2 separate regions of the Gossypium arboreum genome follow, and region 2 is linked to region 1. Evidence: chromatin contacts called from public Hi-C data. All regions are on one chromosome and are shown on one strand. The core of a region is the stretch at or near the end of the contact, and the rest is flanking DNA. Distances in the headings are between cores, read along the strand shown. Region 1 holds the start of LOC108482043 (H/ACA ribonucleoprotein complex subunit 3-like protein). Region 2 has its middle 6.4 kb from the start of LOC108483726.

The links. Hi-C and Micro-C count contacts between places; a contact is called where the count stands out from the background.
Region 2: a Hi-C map of leaf shows a contact between it and region 1, with 2.6 times the contacts expected there. The contact joins the enhancer-like site here to the promoter of LOC108482043 in region 1. A contact is called at or near these places in 2 of 5 Hi-C or Micro-C datasets (both in leaf).

The regions. Positions count from the first base shown.
Region 1 is chr6:20,328,841-20,332,098 of ASM2569848v2, forward strand. LOC108482043 (H/ACA ribonucleoprotein complex subunit 3-like protein) reads left to right here and starts at 1,918. Exons shown (of 4, transcript XM_017785149.2): 1 at 1,918-2,051; 2 at 2,143-2,221; 3 at 2,907-2,949. The coding sequence starts at 2,168.
Region 2 is chr6:20,368,353-20,371,365 of ASM2569848v2, forward strand. No RefSeq gene overlaps it. Among protein-coding and RNA genes, the nearest start is that of LOC108483726, 6.4 kb to the right of the region's middle. Within about 2 kb of position 1,504, at least 2 of the 2 cell types and tissues checked have an H3K27ac peak or open chromatin away from gene starts, as enhancers often do. A contact at or near this core is called in leaf, where this site is marked.

The DNA.
Region 1 (3,258 bases), core at 668-3,167:
AAGCTCAAAATCTTACTCAAGAGTAGACAATCCATCATTGCATGCATCATCATCAAGCTTCACACTTAGCATGCAATGGCTTTATCACCATAACAACTTTGGCCAAATACCATTTCCATGGCTTAACAAAGATTTGAGCCATGGCTAACATGCACATCAAGTTAGCAACCAAAACATGCATGAAACTCCTAACACAACCTCATACATACCTTAATCTTGATGCAAACTTAGCCAAATCTCCTTCTAGATCTCTTCCAAACCAAGCACGAAGCAAAAATCCTCCTTCTTCCTTAGTTTTGGCTCAAAGAAAGGATGAACAAAATTTTTTCTTTCCTTCTCTACAACTCACGGCAATGGGGGATTACCACACTCACACACATTTTTTTTCATTTTTTATCACCCATACACCTTTGTTTATTATTTCACCCTAATGCACCAACAAAACATGTTTCATGACATGTTTAGCCCATCCTCCTTGTCATGGCCGGCCACCACCTATAAAGGGGAATTTGACATGCAAGTCCATTATTTTGCATGCATGCTTTAATTAGTCATCACACATTTCCTATCATACTTTCAAAGTTCATTACTAAGTCCTTTCTTGTGGAATTCACCCTTATAACACTAAATCAATCATCATAAAATGTCATACATGAGCACACACATATTATAGGCATCAAAATAAATTTTTAATTATTTTTATGCCTCGGTTTTGTGGTCCCGAGACCACCTTCCGACTAGGGTCAATTTTGGGCTGTCACATGGGTTCCCAAAGATAATCATAGTGGGCTGAAACTTTCTCCGTGCCCTAATCGTCCACATAAAAAACAGAACAAAGAGAGTTTTTCCTATTGAAAAATTGCATAGGTAGATTTACCTTATCCATATATGATGCGCTTCTTTCTTTTTAAGGGGGCTTTGCATATCCAATTGTACCTTTACACGTATAAATGTTTTTAACGCTCCTAGTAATTATTGTAGCATTATATTCTAAGAATTTCCTAATGAAGTTACTCAACTATCTTGCCATCCCTTCCGACATAGCCCCTATTGGTAGATTATGAATTTGCACCTAAAATTTTGAAAAATCAGAGGGACTTGAACCGGATTTTCTCCTCTTTCCAATCGATGAAAGAGAATTAAATGTCTATTGAAAAACCAAGGGATCCCTCTTATTACTTTCTTGATATCCAACTCATTTTAAAACTGAAAAAGAACCATTTTATCCTCAATTTCTGATATAGATACTCTTTCAATAGGATGCCAAAGTTCAACGAGCATGTTTCTCATTGACGGAAAATGGACCTCACTATTTGTCAGAACCTTCCCCACCAGACATAGATTGAATTCCTCTTTGCTTTCCTTTACATCCTGTTGATCGTATATTGGTTCTTCTTCCTCGTCGGCAATATTTAGATTCACCAATTCTTCCTACATGGATTTTTAAGTTGATGCTGCAAATAGATCCTGGATGTATTAGAATAAAACCTAACAGGTTTAGTATATCGGAGGAAAATCTCCAACTTTACTATTGTCGGCAGACAAAAAACGAGAGAAAAAACCTAAAAGCCTCATGCTACGCAAGCAACTAAAAGTCCTATTTATATGTCCCTTGGAATTTTATTTAATATACAATAGTCGACTATAAGATAAAACTTAAATTTCAAAAATCATTTTTATTTAATTTTAATATATATTTTTAAATTTTATTTTATTAAAATTATTTATAAATATAATCATATTCATATTAAATTTTTATATTATTTATTTTTAATATTTTTTATTTTTAATTTATAAAATTTTAATTCCAAACAAAACAATTAGAATAACTGACATTTTAAATAAATAAAATTTAAAATATAAACATTTTAAAAATCTTAAAATTTTTAAATTATTTGTCCAAACTAACTCCTAACAAATCATTAAAACAAACCCAATTTCAAGGATAGCTGTTATTAAGCCTGTAATGGCCCATTGCCGCTATGAAAGTCTAAAACCCTAAAAGTTCAAATTTCTTTCATTCCTTCTCCTGCCTCCCCCAATCTCAGAAGGTGCGGCTCCGATCACAAAGTGACAAATTTCTCCTTATGCATGGTTTTCTATTCATTGCATAAAGGTTCTAATCTTTTTCTCTTTCTGCAGTTGTTGTTCCTTTTATTCGGATAAGATGTATCTCCAGTTCTACATTAACGATAATGGTGACAAAGTTTACACCACTAAGGTAAAGTCCCATAATTTTTCTTCTTTTTTTTTTAAAATTTTTTTTACTGATAACAATTAGTTAAAGCTAGAAACTATCTGAGGTTCGTGTTACTCTCTCAATTTTTTATATCGTTTATGGTGATTGAGACTTGGTAAAGACAACTTTGTATGCCATAATGAAAATCTAAAACTGAGGTTTTAACCTTAAAAGAAAGAATCAAACCTAAGGTTTTAGTGATAAATCTTATCTATAAAACTGAGATTTTAACCTTTAGAAACAGATTCTAAGCTATGAATAAGATTTATATGAACTTGGTTTAAGCAAATTTGGAATTATTAGTTATAACTTTTTTTTTTTTTTAAAAGCTGAGTTTTTAGCTTAGTTTGATCTTAAACATGTACTAAAACTGAGACTAGTTCTTTGAAATGTTGAGAACTTCAATCATTTTTTTTTCTCTTGGTAGGGTGTCTGTTCCATGATTATTGAGGGAGTTAATGGCTGAATAAACTTAACCTGTCCTGAAAAATGAATTAAATGGTGAAAATTGATACTAGGATTAGATTTTAATCTCTTTACCTTTTGGCTTTCAGCATATAATCACGTTTTGGTATTTTTTTTTTCTGGGGTTTTCTAATATATGTATAATCAATATTCCAACAGTTTTTTTCTCTATAATTACATTTATATCGATTTTTATATGCAGAAAGAATCACCGGTGGGGATGCCTACTCAGTCTGCTCATCCAGGTAATAAGGCCTGATGTGTTTATATAATTTCCGGCATACACTGCTGTTTAGGAATTCATTATGTTTTATGAGGCGTCTGAACAAACTCTTATTGGTTGCTTTAACATTTAAATATATAATTGCCTTTCTAAGGGCTGCTTTGATCTGCATATGGTAGTTTTGTCTGGTTTAATCTGAAAATCAAGAAAAGAGGTCCATTTTGGCTGAGAATCGGAAGTGTTGTTCTGATTTCATGGTCATTACCCATCTGTTACTCATTCTCTGCTTTTACTGGCAAGTTGCTAGTAAATTTTGCCATCTATGGCACTC
Region 2 (3,013 bases), core at 254-2,753, 39 kb after region 1:
TTTAAGAAATATTTTTGAAAAAGTTTGTTTAAAATTTAAGAGTTTAGTATTGTTGTTAAAAATATTTTTGAGAAATAAAATATTTATTTTAAATATGGTGTTATAAAGAAACAAATAAACATTTAATTAATCTACAACTTAATTAATATTATAATATTTTAATAAGAATATAAAAATAATTTATTATAATTTATTGTTAATATTTTGATATATAAAAATAATTTTAAATATTTTTAAGTAATTAACCGAAGGAAGTTCCATGTGTTAGAGGGATTAAAACGTAATTAAATTATCCAAGCACGTGGACATATTCAATGGAAAAGCACTTTAGCTGCATCTTTTTGCTCTATTATACCTGGACATATAACACTGTTTCTTCATCTAGACGTTATAGATAAATGGACATATTCAATCGAAAAGCAGATCCCCTGCTACCAACAGAGGGAGCAAAAAGAAAAAGAAGTACAATGAATGCAATTGCATGTGTGTAAAATAAGGAGTTGTGATCTTAATCAAGCATATTGTAAGGATGGAAGTGGGTATATTTCGTACATCACAAGACTAAGAAATTCCACACTAAATGATTTTGGTGTCGCCATGTCGCCATGTGCGCATTGACAAAAAAAAAAGAAAATTTGGAATTTCTAATTTGGTTATTAAAAAGGAGAAATGGGAATGATGTGAGGTCCAAGGCCACCAAGCAATGTCTCTAGAGAGAGCCCAACTCATACGATGATCTCAAGCTGGCAATTTTCAAGTGGTGGCTTCTAGAACTACAAGCAACCATTTGAACTGTCAAAATGTCCAGTTGGACCATGTCAGCGAATGCGTAAGCCACTTTCCAAATTGAAATTAAGAAATAAATTAAAATAAAAACACACAAATCAATGGTGATAACCAGGGGATTCTTTAACCATTACTGCCCAAGTCGAGATACTCTGTTTTTGGAGTAAATTATAATTTTGGCCAACTTTCCATACAATAAGCAGGAAATATTTTCATTATGCAAAGAATTGGGTTCATTTGTGTACCCTAAAGGCTAGAATCACTAGTTATTATATTAATTAACCAGAGTTAGCAAGCAGTGAATTAGATTGTTAGATTTGTTAGCTGGTGGTTGCAGGCCTTTCTAAAGCAGGAAAATTTTAGCCAATGTTCAAAGCTATTGCAATCAGAAACTTTCAAAAACCAGAGACTGGGAAACGTTGGATTGATATGATGATAAAACACGATTTACAAATTATGAACGTCAAAGCAGATTTGCCCACCATCTATCTCATATCCTCACACATTACAATGCTATAAACTTATTGAACATTCATCTCTCCCTGGCATTGAATTTATTGAGATTCTCCATTTTCCAGGCTTCTCATATCTCAAGCAAAGAAAGGGGGGAGAAAGCCACAGTTTTCCCAGATCCCTTTGAAGCAAAAAAAAGCATTGGAAGGGCTCATGCACACAGAGTCAAATCCTTGTTTACCAAGAAATAGACAGCCGTAGACAAGACAAGGGGGAGAACCAGCAAGAATTTCTTTGAAAAAACTGAATGATTTTCACACCCTTCTTCATGAATGGTCTCTAGCCTTGGATATGTGGAAGATTTTCTGGGATTAATGAGAGGGGATGGTGCCACTGCACGCCAATTTTGCATGTATACCACCTCTTTCATCATCTTTAAAACTGAGGAAAGCTTGATCAAGATTGGGTTTTTGTTACTTTTTTGGATGGATTGGGTAAGTTATGGGGATTTAAGGAGGATTTATATAGGGGTTTTCAGACTTGCAGCGCGTAAATTAAGGAAAGATGAAGGAAGAAGACAAGATGATTGAATGATGTAGGTTAACCCACGTATTCTGACTATGTTTTTGTTTGCCAATAAAAATAGGATCTCACCGTTGGTCAAAGAAGATGTTCTAGATCCACTCGTGTGTGAATAAGTTGACTTCTGGTTATAATCTGTTATTGGGTGCATTCTAGAAACAAACTTATTTCATCCATTTCTTAAAAATAAATAATGTCCTACTCAAAGAGATGCTGTATATATTATATGGTTAGAGTTGATACAACATTCCATTCATTATCACGTCATATTTTTATTTATTTATTTTATAAATAATTTTAAAATTATTAATTACAGTAAATATCAAGTATATTCTAATTTAGAGTGACTGATTTTGATTAAATCTTTATAATAGAGATACCTCTCAACTACAAATAGAATATATTTATAATAAAATTTGAGATGAATTTCTTACATGGTGTAGTCATATTTTTAATCCAATTATATTATAAAAACAGAATATTATTTTTTAAATTTTACCTTAATTTTGTAAAATAAAATTTCTAAATTAGATCACAAGGTGTAGTGATATTTTAAAAAAAAAATCTCACAAACCCCGTTTCAATTTGGGTATGATAGACTTGTAAAGCTAAATCATTATTTATAAATTATTAATTGTTATACCCATTCACCTTAAGGCCTGTTTGAATAGTAAGTTTGCCACCAACAAGTTAAGAAGTCACCTATAATTTTATACATGAAATTTTACTTTTATTAAATTTTTATAAACTGGTAGCACGCATTATCAACATAGCATAATTTTACATTTATATAGTATACACACAAACAATTATATTAATCCAATATGAAAATAAAAAAATATCTTTTATTTAAATGTGTACAATTGAATCAAAATTTAATGTGTATGTTTGAACCACAAACAAAGCTCACGTGTAATTTTGATATTTGTCTCATTAAGATATAAATTATAGATTACACTTATAAATTATTTTCAATAAGAAAATTAATTTAAATTATAGTATAAAAGTATTACTAATTTTCTATATTTATTTATAAGAAAATAGGAAAAACTTAAAATAATTTTTTTATAAAATTAATTCAATTGAATAATATTTTAATTAGAGAAAATATTTAATGCATTCCCAAAGGAGTGTTTAGACTCATGATTAAGTGTTGACAAGTGTGTTATAGGGTAATAAGATATTTAAAAGA